Linked DNA regions of Mus musculus: region 2 is linked to region 1. Evidence: chromatin contacts called from public Micro-C data. All regions are on one chromosome and are shown on one strand. The core of a region is the stretch at or near the end of the contact, and the rest is flanking DNA. Distances in the headings are between cores, read along the strand shown.

What was found. A called contact is a pair of places that touch in the nucleus more often than the background predicts.
Region 2: a contact with region 1 is called in a Micro-C map of embryonic stem cells, with 2.2 times the contacts expected there. The contact joins the promoter of Ssh2 here to the promoter of Slc6a4 in region 1. A contact is called at or near these places in 8 of 39 promoter capture datasets (the 3T3-L1 cell line, the SN4741 cell line, cranial neural crest and 4 more), 14 of 484 Hi-C or Micro-C datasets (the AML12 cell line, the G1E-ER4 cell line, the N1E-115 cell line and 7 more) and 4 of 115 datasets of contacts at active chromatin or transcription factors (bone marrow-derived dendritic cells, bone marrow-derived macrophages, memory CD8 T cells and 1 more).

What each region holds. Positions count from the first base shown.
Region 1 is chr11:76,997,323-77,003,457 of GRCm38.p6, forward strand. Slc6a4 (solute carrier family 6 (neurotransmitter transporter, serotonin), member 4) reads left to right here and starts at 1,275. Exons shown (of 14, transcript NM_010484.2): 1 at 1,275-1,353. RefSeq lists promoters at 1-1,325, 747-1,325, 981-1,325 and cis regulatory regions at 1-269, 747-1,197, 747-980, 1,174-1,181.
Region 2 is chr11:77,215,099-77,221,409 of GRCm38.p6, forward strand. Ssh2 (slingshot protein phosphatase 2) reads left to right here and starts at 1,327. Exons shown (of 15, transcript NM_177710.4): 1 at 1,327-1,417. The coding sequence starts at 1,355. It also overlaps a transcript of Efcab5 not described here.

The DNA of each region.
Region 1 (6,135 bases), core at 25-2,524:
GAAAGGGAGGGGCCCAGTGAGGACCCTGGGACCCTGGGGTTCTCCGGGTCATGGAATGGCCAGGCCTGCCTAAGGTCAGCTCCCCCAGCCAGTCCGCTCCCCCACATCGCTAGGGCCGCTCCTTGCATTCCCGGCCCTGGAGCCTAGGTGGCACCAAAGCCTCGTACTGGTGATCCCTGCGGCCGGGAACCGCCCACACCTGCGGACAGTGAACCAACCAGCCCTTCCTGGTGCCAGCGCAGCCCAGCTGCGGCTTCTGATGTCTGGGCTCGAGCCCCTCTGGAACAAAGGGGCGCCGGGGCTTTCTCGCAGACACCGAACTCGCCATTACTACCTCTTTTCTAGCTCTCCCTCACTCGCTTGGCCGGATGAGAAGAGACAGGCTGGCCGGCCCGGGTCCTGACTTCTCTGCCTCAGACACAGTCCAAAATAAGTAACATATCTGCTCTTTAAAAAAAAAAAAAAAAAAGCTCCCGTAATTTTGGTGAAAAAAAGAATGTGATAACATTAAATTCATTTTTAAGCTGTGTGTGTGTGTGCGTGTGCGTGTGCGTGTGTGTGTGTGTGTGTGAACAAAACAATCTATATAGACTTGAAAACAGTGCTCCTGTCGAAATACTGAGCGGCTTGAAAGGCTGGTAGTTTGTCCAGTGCCCAACCCCACAGGCACAGGCGGGTCCGCGGACCAACACCGATGTTCTCTGCAAAATTTTCCTCCTGTGGCTAAGTAGCACTCTCAGATCCTCCCGGGGGTGCTTATTGTAGGCTGCTATCGGGATGGGGAGGTTCCCGACTAAGCTCGCATTCCACCTAGAGAACCCAGACAAAGTCAGGAGTCCTTGGAAAGACGGTCCGCAATCGGCTGTGGTCAAGAAAGAATGCTCTTAGGGAGTGACACGGAGCAGGACCTTAACGTAATTTAGGGCAGATTTGGTAAGGGCAGAAGTGAACCTCGTTTTGTACAGCATCCTCCAGCCACACTAGTCCAAAAGCAGAAGAGTCAGATCCTTCGCCCTGCCCTGCCCTGCCCGGCCCTGCGCCCTGGCTGCTGTATGTGCAGGAATGAGTGGGGGGCTCTGCCGCCCTCCCACCGGACAGGGAGCGTGGACCCCGCCCCTCCCCCCCCCCCCTCCAGCTGCGGTAGCAGAGAAACAAAGTTCTTCGGTCTCAAAGTGACGCAAAAATTCTTGCGGAGCTCTTTGGCGGCGGCTATCTAGAGATCAGACCATGTGAGGGGCCGCAAGTACAAATAGCGCGGCGGGCGGCGCCACTCCAGCGGCCGCGCCGGTGCCTCGAGGGCGCGAGGGTCGAGCCGCCTCCGCAGCCCGGGACCCGCCGCCGCGCCTCCCGCAGGTGGGTCGCTTTCCCTTTCTTCTTATTCTTTTTTTCTCTCTTTTTTTTCTTTTCTTTTTTGTCTCTAACCCACGCTTCTTTCTAGAAGCCCTCGGTCCCCGCGCTTGACTGCCTGGATTTCGGGTGCCTTTGTCTGCACCGCGCAGGGTCCTTTCGAGGGACCCGATGGAAACCCTGGAGACCCAGAGCTGGCCCAGCGCAGCCTCGCTTTTTGGCAAAAGTTGCTGTAGTTTCCAGCCGTGATTCCGTGCTTGGGCTTTACTTTTGAGACAAGGGCTGGTAGGTGGCTTTATGCAAAGACGCTGGCAGACACAAATGCCCAAATAACCAGAGAAACCTTTGAGAGACACTTAAGAGGGTCAAGCCTCTCTCTGTGCGCTCGAATGGTCTCACTGCGGAGCGCGAGCCGACTCAGACAGCTCACAGGCCATTCAGAATTTATGGAAGTACCAGTGGGCTGTGCTATACTAAAGTGTGTAACCAACAGTTGCTGGAGGCGGGGGTGTTTCTAAAAGGCTGGTTGGTGGCCCGAGATTTTTTTTTTTTCGCGTTTGTGTGTGTGTTGCATATTGAATTATTCTTTTTAGTTAAGAGTGCTCAAGAATTTGAAGGGTGTGTATGTATTTTTATGATCATTTTTTTTTGTCCAGAAAAAATGAACCAGGTCAATGGATTATTTATGGACCTGCTAGCTCTCATCGTAGTAAGGGGAGAAATCAAATATTTAATGTGTTTTCAGTTACATGGGAAACATGTCTGAGAAAACAACAACACTGGGGTTTGTTTAAAAGTAATAGAGAGCCAAGACAGCGTTGGAGGCTGTTGGATGGACATGGAGGGGGAAACAGCTCTGACTATGGCCCTTCACTTTTTCGTGGAGCTGTGGATAGCTTCCTTCTCCCACCCTGGTCCCCAGCGAGAGGTACTGCTCCAGAAAAGGCTGATGGGCGGGTTCTTCTGCAGTGCAGGCAATATCTTACTTGTTTTGGGCAGCTGTGAGGCTTGAATCCAGGGTCTTTTGTACCCGGAGCAGACATCGTACCACTAAGCTACATGAAAAGTAGGGACCTAGCCTGGCAGTTAATCTCTGAAATCTCCTGGGTTGGAGCCTTGTAGAGACTTTGCATGGTAAGAAGAGAGAAAGAAAGACTGACTCTGCCCTGTGTGCTAAGGCATACTTGTACTGTTCAGGCGTTCAAGGTTGTCTTCAGCTTCTTAGCTAAGTCAAGGCTAGCTTACACAAGACCCATTTCCAAAGCAAAACAAAGCCGACCACCCCCAAGCAGCTTGTTCATTTGGGTATGGAGCTTTCCTTACTAAGCCTGAACAAGAGCAAGCTGAAACTCCTCCTCAGTAAACCTGGGATTCATGACACTCGGTTGGCCACATTTCAGAGTGGGAATTCCCAGCCTGGGCACTCAAGACTCAAGTCTGTTTCAGTTTCCAGTTAAAGAAAAAAAAAACCATATTATATATTTCTATATGGATGATATGTAACAAATATATATCCCCAGGGTGAAAAGGGGGATATATTAATATCTTAATGGAATCCACGATGTTTTGGGAAATTTTAGAATCCTATGAGCATTTTGATGGAACTTGGATTGGGGAGCAGTGTGTGTGTGGGGTGCATGTGGAAGAATTTCCCTGATGGGTGGTGACTGTGGAGTTTAGGGACATGGGTTGGGCTCTGTGGCAGGCTTACAAAATACTCTGGGTGCCCACACCCAAGAGAAACACGGGTAGTTCTGGAAATAAAGCCAGTTCACAGCCATCTCTAGGTTGTACTTGCTGAGTAGCACCGTTTGGACACACAAGGCAGTCGGAGGAAGCTGAGTTTTACTTTGGATTACTGCTTTGACAGACTTAATTCTTAAAATGCCAATGGCCAGGTGGGTTATTGTGCAGTCATTTCATGCTGGGAAGGCAAATAGGGCGTTAGCTGTTTTCAGTAACACTGGAGGTCCTCTGGGGCTCATGAACCAAGGCTTTGAGTAAGAGGAAATAGAGGGACCTTGGAAACAATGTTCAAGCTCTTGTGGCTAAGGTTCTAACAGCCCTCTTTGAAATAAAACAAAACACAAAATATAATCATGGTGCAAAATACCTACGGGCCAGGACCACTGCTCTAAGATGGAGTCCTCCTGGGATCCTCTTGTATTTCGGCCAAGGGCAGAGGCTCTGCACACTCAGACTCCTCTATGTTCTGTGCCTAAACCATGCCCCGCTAGTGGGTGGAGTTCTGGACTTCCTGAGTGAGCCCTGCTAGCTGAGCATACACTTACTGATTTCTCTGCTAATCTCCAGGTTGGCCCCTCCCTCTGAGGTTTTTGTGTCTGGCCAATGAGGCACCGGTAGGAAACCCACATTTGACAAAACACCTGCTTATTCCTACCTGAGTACAGCTAAAGCTTGTCTTCCAGGGGTCAGTTCCAAGAAAAATGCTTCCTTAGACAAAACAGCGTTCTAAAAAAAAAAAAAAAAAAAAAAATCTTCCTAGGAGAGTCCCAGGTAGAAAATGGATCAAATTACTTTTTAAAAAGAAACCTAACATCCCTGATTCCCTGATGGTCCCAGAGCACAGAGGGGCAGCTGATCGCTGGGGCGGGCATGAGACTCACCATGGGCCAACACAGCCACCTTACTTCCAGGATGACCTCTTGGCAGTGACTTTGGTCCATATTCAGAAAGTGCCAATCTGTGAGTAACAGCTCTGCCTGGCTGGCTCCTCAAGACTGGTGTGTGTGAGTGAGTGTTTTCCTCTCCAGATTGGGAAGTTAGATACTTGTTTACAGACCGTTAACGACACAAACCAGCAAGTGCTTTTTTCCCCATTCTAACAGGGACAAAGTCAGTAGGCTTTGCTGGGGTGCTGCTGGGTGGCATCTGAATGCCTTGTTCTCATTGCCCTCTTTGCTTGGCTTCCTATAGAAGCTGGCAGCAGCTCCCAAGCTCCCACCCAACCCGGCTGGACTTAAGGGACATACTAGGTATGAGGTCATAAGTTGCTAAACTCCACAACTGGACAAATTCTGTGACTGTGCAAAGCCAGAGCAGCACCCTGGGCATGTGATTTGTGGAGGATAGGTCTCAGTTCCCCAGGCATGGAGGAAGGGGTCCTGGAGTCCCAAGGCCTGATTTTTTTCATGACATCATTTACAGTAATGAGGACAGAAGTGAGGGGGGCTGCATGGGTCAGGGGATAGCCTCAGGTTGCTTTGGGGCTGGCTCAGGAACAGCTGGGTGCTCTGAGAGACCCTGGAGCCCAGGCCAGCTGCTAGGAGGATCGAGTCTGGGACTATCCTCTCACGATTTTGTGTGGCCTTCTGGGACGTGTTCAAGGGGGAAAAGCCAAAACAGTTTGTTTCCTTTGTCTCTGACTTGTGGAATAAAACGAGTAAACTGCATTATTCACCTAAATACTTCCCACCCCACCCCCAACCATCCCCCTGTAAGGAAGGGGCCTAAAATGAGGGAGTGGAGAGGCCAGAATGACCATAGAGGAAAAGCCACCCATGCCATAGTTCTCAGGACCTAGCCAGGCTTAGACCTTGTCCCCTAGCTAAATGTCTCAATGATCATATTCCTTGTTTCTGAGGAGCAGAGCTGAACTGAGGAGGAGGAGGAGGAGGAGGAGGAAAGATCTGAGGGAGGGTGAGCCGTGCTGAGCGGTCCCTGTCCCCAACCCTGGGTGAGGGGCTGGAATTAAGTTTTCTTCTCCCAGATCTCAAATGAAAGTCAGGGTTGGTGACTCACATCTGCAATCCCAGGACTAGGGAAGCAGAGGAGGGAGGATTGGGAGTTTAAGGCTGGCCAGGGTTCCGTAATAAGACCTTATCTTCAACCAAGCCCCAAAAGGTCAAAAATCAGTCACTTCTGCAAGTATGTGCCTCCCTCACCTGGTGAAGGGTTTGCTTGCTCTAATCAGGCATAGAAACAGCTAGAAGGTTGGTAACCCAGCATCTGCCTGGTGTCACTTGCCTGTCTCAGTGATTCCTCCTTTAGTGGGTGGGGTTAGCTTTTGGCTTATAAACTACTTTGTGGGGAGGGCTGTCTTGTTTTGTCTTGTCTCTCTTTCCTCTTTCTCCGCCCTGTGCACTAGTGTGCATGCATGAGTGTGGGGTGCACTTGCTTGTGTGGGCACATGTGGCCAGAGGTCGATTGCTGGTGTCTTCCACCATCACTTTATGTTTTCAGATAGCCTCTCAGTGAACCTAAAACTCTCAGATTGATCGGCCAGGGGGTCCCCGAGATTTTCCTGTATTCACCATTCATCCTCTCACTCCCCCCAACCCCGTGCCCCAAACCTCCCACCAATTCAGTGCTGGAGTTTCAGACTCTGCCACCTCTCCCCACTTTGCTGTGTGTGCTGGGGATCCCAGGCTTGTGCAGTAAGCACGTGAGCATTTCTCCTGGCTCCCTCCCCTTGCTTGGTATGCATTTAATCACATCTGTGTCACACGACCATGTGTCTTTAATATGCTGCAAGGGAGGAAAAGCAAACCTGCAGAGGGGACATCCCTGTCTTATCTAGGTTTCTGGGCAGAGTGCAGCTCAGGGATAGAGCAGTTGGCAAGGCCTTGGTCTATCCCCAGCTCTGTGAAACAAACCTGGTTCCTGCCCCTCACACCCAGCTGGCCTTTCTTTGTCCTTGTCCACATTTAAAAGGCAGCTGCAACAAAGTAAGACAATTTTGACTTCTGCTAAAAGTTTTCTGTTGCTGGGCAGTGATGGTGCTGATCTTTAATTCCAACACTTGGGAGGCAGAGGCAGGCGGATTTT
Region 2 (6,311 bases), core at 77-2,576, 220 kb after region 1:
TATCAGTTTAAAAGGAGCAATGAGATCCAAGATTGTTTGAGTGACAAACAGAAAGAGGTGGGCTTTAGAAACTGGAGTCCATAAGTGAGTGTTTTCTACAGCTTTGATATGGATGGTGGTATTTACCAGTTCATCCCCTCAACTATCTCTGTGTAAATATATCAACGGGTTGCACTGCGTGACTTTTCCTTTTCTTTTTAGTCTTGATTTTTCCATTACATGCTTGGTTGATGTTGGCAGTTTACCATTTAGAAATGTCTTCCTTTAAAATATTTTAATTCTACATTTTCACTTGCATTTATGAAATAGTCAAATTTATGGGGGAAAGAAAAAAAGCTCAATGATCAAAAGATCTTTGTTTAGTGGAGATCTTCACAGTAGGAAGCAATTGAGAGGTTTTAAAAAAAAAATAGCAGGTTGGAGCTTTCCAACTCAGGGTCCAGCTCTCTGTGCCCGCCCCTTCCCTCAGCATCTCAGGTACAGTGACTGACTTTAGGCAGGTTGTAGAGGAAGGAAGCCTGAGGCTACTACGAAGTTTCCAGTGTTTACCACCGGGGGGAAAAATCTTTCTTAGGAAAAGTCTGGTCGTTAACCCTGAGGCCCTTTATGATGAGGAGGGTGGGGAAGCTCATTAAGACGGAGCCCTCTTGAGGGCCAGGTCCAAGCAGGAGGGCTGGTCTCCCGGGTCTAGCCCAGAGAAAGCGTCTATAGCACCTGCGGAGCCCTTTTCCACTAGAAAACGTGTTCGCCTCAGGATTTTCGCCTCAGTTTTTCTCTAAGGTTGCGCGCCCCACTCATAAAATGGTTGTCTTTCTGGAGTGAGGATTAGCGGCTCTCCCACCGACCCCCACCCCCAGATCAGGACCCTCGGTTGGCTGGCTGCCTTCCAGGGCTCCTTGGCCAGCTCGCCCCACGCCGCGCAGCGGGGACAGACAGAGCCGCAGGGGCAGCAGTAGGGCTCGAGAGCTGACCCGGGAGGGGACGGCGGCCCGAGGCGCGGCGCACGCAGCCTGCCCGCCCGCTTCCGGCAACTTAAGGGTTACGCCGCCGCGGCGGCGCGCGCCGAGGGGAGAGGCGGTTGCTGACAGGTGGCGCCTGCGCACTGGGAGCGCTCATTGTGCCCCGCAGCTGCCGAACCGCCCGCCTGCCCGCCCGCCGCCCGTTCGGCGCGTCAGTAGGCGAGAGAGTCCGGTGGTGGGTGCGGAGCCCGAGGCCGTTCCCGCGGCTTCATCTCCCTCTCCGTTTCCCTCGTCCCTACGCCTCACCCATCGTCCCCCATCCCGGCTCCGTCACCCTCCCGCCCCCCACACTCAGGACGAGAATGCCCTGCCCGGAACAACCCAGCAGCACCTAGATGGCTTTGGTCACGGTCCAGCGGTCGCCTACCCCCAGCACCACCTCCAGCCCTTGCGCCTCGGTGAGTCCCTCCAGGCGGCAGCTCCCAGCTTCTGTCACTGCGGCTCCGCTTTGCCTCAGCGGGTCCCGCCGAACGCCACTGCGCACGCGCCGCGCCTCTTCCCAGGCCTTGGCACTCAGGCTGCTGCGAACCCCCCACACCCTCATCTTACCGGCGAGCAGCAGCGACTGCCAGACGTTGGGGTTTTTTGTTTGTTTGTTTGTTTGTTTGTTTGTTTTTTCCCCAACCTCCATCACCCGGAGCACCCAGTCCCTCACAGCGCTGGCTCAGAAATCTCCCGTAGCATGCTTCCCATGGCTTGAGCACTTCCTTTCGGCTATGAGTCATTCTTGCTTTTCACCCTCCCCCCTTCTTTTACCCTCTGTTGCTCTGTTGCAGGGAGAGGAAGGGTGGGCTCCTAGGTTACCCCCGACCCACACCCATATCCTTTACGCACACCGTTTCAGGGACCCAGTCAGTGCACTGCGCATCCTTCTTCCGTCTCGCCCTGTGTGTGCCTTTCTCTAGTCCCTGGCATCTCTCTTGTGCTCCGTACAGTTTAGGCTTCATTGGACTGCTCGGTGGTAGTTACTCCCTGGTTTCTTCCCACCCTTAAAAGATGGCAGTGATCTCTGCTTCTTGGACTTCTACCTTTCTCAGTGAGAACCCAAAGCTTCTGGTGCTGCTTGATAACCAGTGCCAATTCATTTCCATCTTATAGACATTTATGCCTTCCACTCATTGCTCATGATCGTTCTTGCTCATGGGTTGTGCTTGGATGGTTCATGACTTCAAATGCTGTGTCGCTAAAGCATGTTTCCAGAAGGAAAACACTCATCAATTAGCATTTTTTTTTCTGCTGGGCTTTTCTATGCCTTCACCTCCACCATGACTCCTTTATAGCTCTAGTCTCGGGCTTCATATTTGTGAATACCTGCTAGCATGTGTTAGCATTGCACCAGTGTGGTAAAATGGGTCTTAAAAAAAAAACAGGCATCTAGATGAAAATATGAGCAATTGAAGAACTATTTCATATAGAATTGTAGTTTTAACATTAGATTTAGTAGTGTCAAGTTGCAAAGAGGCATTCAGTGAACACCATGACTTTCCACTGTATGAAAGAAAGTTGGGTCATTAATATTTGTTAACTGAGATAGGAGTTTGATATCTTGAAAGCATGTTGCCTTGTGATTTCAATATAGTTTCCTGAATTTCAAAATTTTGTTGCATATTGTGGTAGTTTCTTCCTTTGTGAGTTTTCTTGTGTGTTTTTGTATGACTACCCTAATTCAAGAAATTACTCTATTCACCTTGTGATGGTACAGGATACAAAACTGAAATCTGTGGGTAGAAGTTTAAAGAGGCACATTTCCATTAGTTTAGGGAAGACGTTTGTAAAAATCAAGTGCACTGTTTTGCAAAATAGCACACATTGTATCAAGCAGAAGCCAGGGGAGCTTTGGCCAGACAGGTGATATAAAGAATCCTTGCATGGGGGGGGGGGCTTGCTGGACTTTCTAAAGCTTTATGATTCTGTGATTTGAGAATAATTGTACTTCAGAACTGATGAAACACTTTAGGGTTTGCTCTAGGCAAATATGAGAGGGGTAGAAATATGTAGCATTTTCATGAGTGGATTTTTTCCACTTTATGGTAGATTTTTCAGAATTGATAGAAAATCTTCAGACCATAGTAACTCACTCCAATAGTAAATCCTTTGATTTTTGTGGTTACCAGGCCTAGTTTTGGCTGTGAAAGCAATCAAGGGTTAGTAGATAACATACTGAAGTAGAACTCAGTATTGTAAAACTATTTCCCCTGGGCATTGCTGAAAACCTTTTATGTTACAGTAGCATTTATTAAGCTATTGTTATATCAGTTGTCTTGAAGTAAATGAATAATATTTGGTAAAGCCATATTTATTTGACATGGCTTTATTAGTCAAAACTTGGAATACTTTAGAATCTTGAGGAATGTTAATAGTCATTTTGGCATAGGTAGGCAATTAAGATTGGTCATGTAAATACTGTAGTATTTACTATAGTAAATATTGAGTAGTAAACTCAGTTATTAAGCTAAATGACAGATAGTTCTATATGCCCTGGTCTGATGATTGCAGTTGTTTATACTTGGCCCTGTGTGTAGAGAAATCCTGGCACTGCTGTGTGAGTAACAATCAGCATTGTTAGTGTGGCTGACAGGCCGCTTCTCTTTCCCTTTAAATTGTCTTCCTATTTGATTCCATCCAGACCTGTGCTCAGCTCAGTTGTCTTGTGGTCCTTGTGCTACAGTGTCTGACATGCATGTATTTTGCCGTTTTATCTCTTACTATATGAATAGGTTGGTTGGTTGGTTGCTTGCTTGGTTTTAAAAGTGAGGAAGAGTGCAAAAGGTAGTTGACTTTTTTTTCTTTAAAGAACAACTGAAGTTTGTGAAGCTGAAGATTTACTCTTTTAATGATGGACATATTAGTACTATCAGCTCTTCAGCATTTTTAAATTAAGCATAAATAACTTGATCACTGTAGTAGTTAATCTTCAATGTCAATTTTACTGTGAAAAATATTTCCAGAGAGGTTTAACTGAGGAGGGAGGACCCATCCTAACTGTGGCACTGTTGTCCCATGGGGTGGGTACTGGACTGAAGAAAAAGGGAAAGTCCAGCAGAGCCCAGCACTCCCTCTCTCTGTTTCCTCATCTGCCCACTTGTTAGCAAATTTCTCCTCCCATGCCTTCCCTTCCCTGATGGACTGTATCTGTGAACTCTGAACCAAAGCCAGTGCTTCCTCTCTTAAACAGCTTATTGTTAGGTGTTTGGTCAAGGATCAAGAAAAACAACCTAATACAATTACCTACTAGATATGAGTGACCATCACAGATACTGAGTCATATAAGATATTAATCTGTCTATCAGAAGATGTAATTTGGGTAGCAGGGTTGGTAGAAGACAAATATAGACACCATAGAGGCAGTGAGGGCAATAAGAGTAATGTACACATGAACCAGTTTATAATGGTCATAAGTATTGTCTGGGTTCAGATTAATATAAGTTCACTAATAGCAGTAGTAATTAGAATACCAACAATTTATTTCTCTTGGATTCTCATCCGTTCCAGGCATCATGCTAAATACTTTACATTCATGATTTAACTCAGTTATTCCTTACAATGTGCCAAAGGAAAGTTGGAAAGTTGCTTTTATCCCTGTCTTATAGATGAAGAAACTGAGACAAGGAATATTTAAGGAATGTGTACTGTGTCACTCAGTAAGTAAGCGATTGGAGTTGTAATTCAAATGAAAATGTGTCTAACCTTTGAAGGTAATATTGAAGTGATGGTGATGAAGATGTATATCACAGTAGGTGTCTCTCAAACTAGCCTTTGAAGTTTGAGTTTCTATATATAGGTCAAGACTGAAGATAGGAAGAGCAAGGTATCCTAGGTAAAGAAGAGCTATGTGCTGCAACACTTAAAGCCAGAAAAGTACACTGCATTAAATGAAGGAATTAAATAGACCAGTTTGAGGATTTATTTGGACAGTGAGAGATAAAAGTGAGAGGTAGCTAGGGCTGTGCAGGAATTGCTGAGCCAGGTATTTGGGATTAATGAAAAGGCAATAGAAAGTTCTCACAAGTTTTGAGCAATGTGATCACAGTAGTGTTTTAAGAAAATTGATATAGGGGCTTTGGGCCAGAAGGATTTTAGGAAAGACAGAGGTCATGAGTAGAACCAGTTAAGCTATTGTTAAGGTCTGAGCTGGGATTTTTGTAGTGTTAAAGGAAGAGACAGATGTTAAGGATTATAAGACTGATTGGATATAGGACTAGAGAAACAAGAGATACCAACTTTTGGGCTCAGCCAGTTAAGAACTATGACTCTTTTTTACCAAGGTCCTGGGTTCGATTCTCAGTACCCACCAAGTGGTTCCCAACTGTCTATAACTTTAGTCCCCTGGCATCTGACTTCCTCTTCTGGCCTCCAGGGGCATCAGGAATCATGTGAGGCATAGACATCATATAGACAAAATACCCGTACACATTAAAAAAAATTAAAATAAGGAAATAAATGTTTCTTAATTAATAGGAACAATTTAAGAATTCTTACACTAAGGGTTCTGGGTTCAGATCTCAGCAGCGGCAACACAGACAACAAAACCCTGCTCTCTATTCTTTCTGATATGATTTTTCTTTTTATAATTTGTTTTAAGTTTTAAAAACTGCCATTTTATTTCTAATTTATATATAGTAATTGTACATTTTTATGCAGGACAGTGTGGTAATTTAATACATGCATACAATGTGTATATGATAAAGATGGTTGTATCTATCACCTTGGACAGACATCATTTCTTAGTGTTGGGAACACTAATTCCAGATTGTCTTTACAAGCCATTTTGAAGTATATAATTACTTATTATCAATCTTATTTATTATACTGTACTAAAGAATATTAAAATTTCATCTATCTAACTGTCCACCTGTACTTGTTAACCAGTGTCCCTCTTTCCCCTTTCCCACACTTTCTCAGGCTTTGGTAATCACTGTTCTCACAACTTCTATTAGATCAACTTCTCAGCTTCCTTATGGACTTCAGAACATACAGTATTACTCTTTGTATGTCTGACTTACTTCACAACATACCATCCTCAAATTCTATCCATGTTATTGCAAATGACAGAATTTTATCCTTTTTGTAGGTAAATACTATTTCATTGCATACGTGCTGTATTTTCTTTACCTTCTCCTCTGCTGATGAAACCTAGGTTGATTCTGTATCTTGGCAGTTGCGGATTGTACTACAATAAGCATGTTAGTGCATGCGTTTCTTCATACTGATTTCTTTTGCTGGGTCACCTGACAGTTCTACTTTATTTATTTTTTTTTTTGATAGTTCTACTTTAAAAAAAATAAAACAACC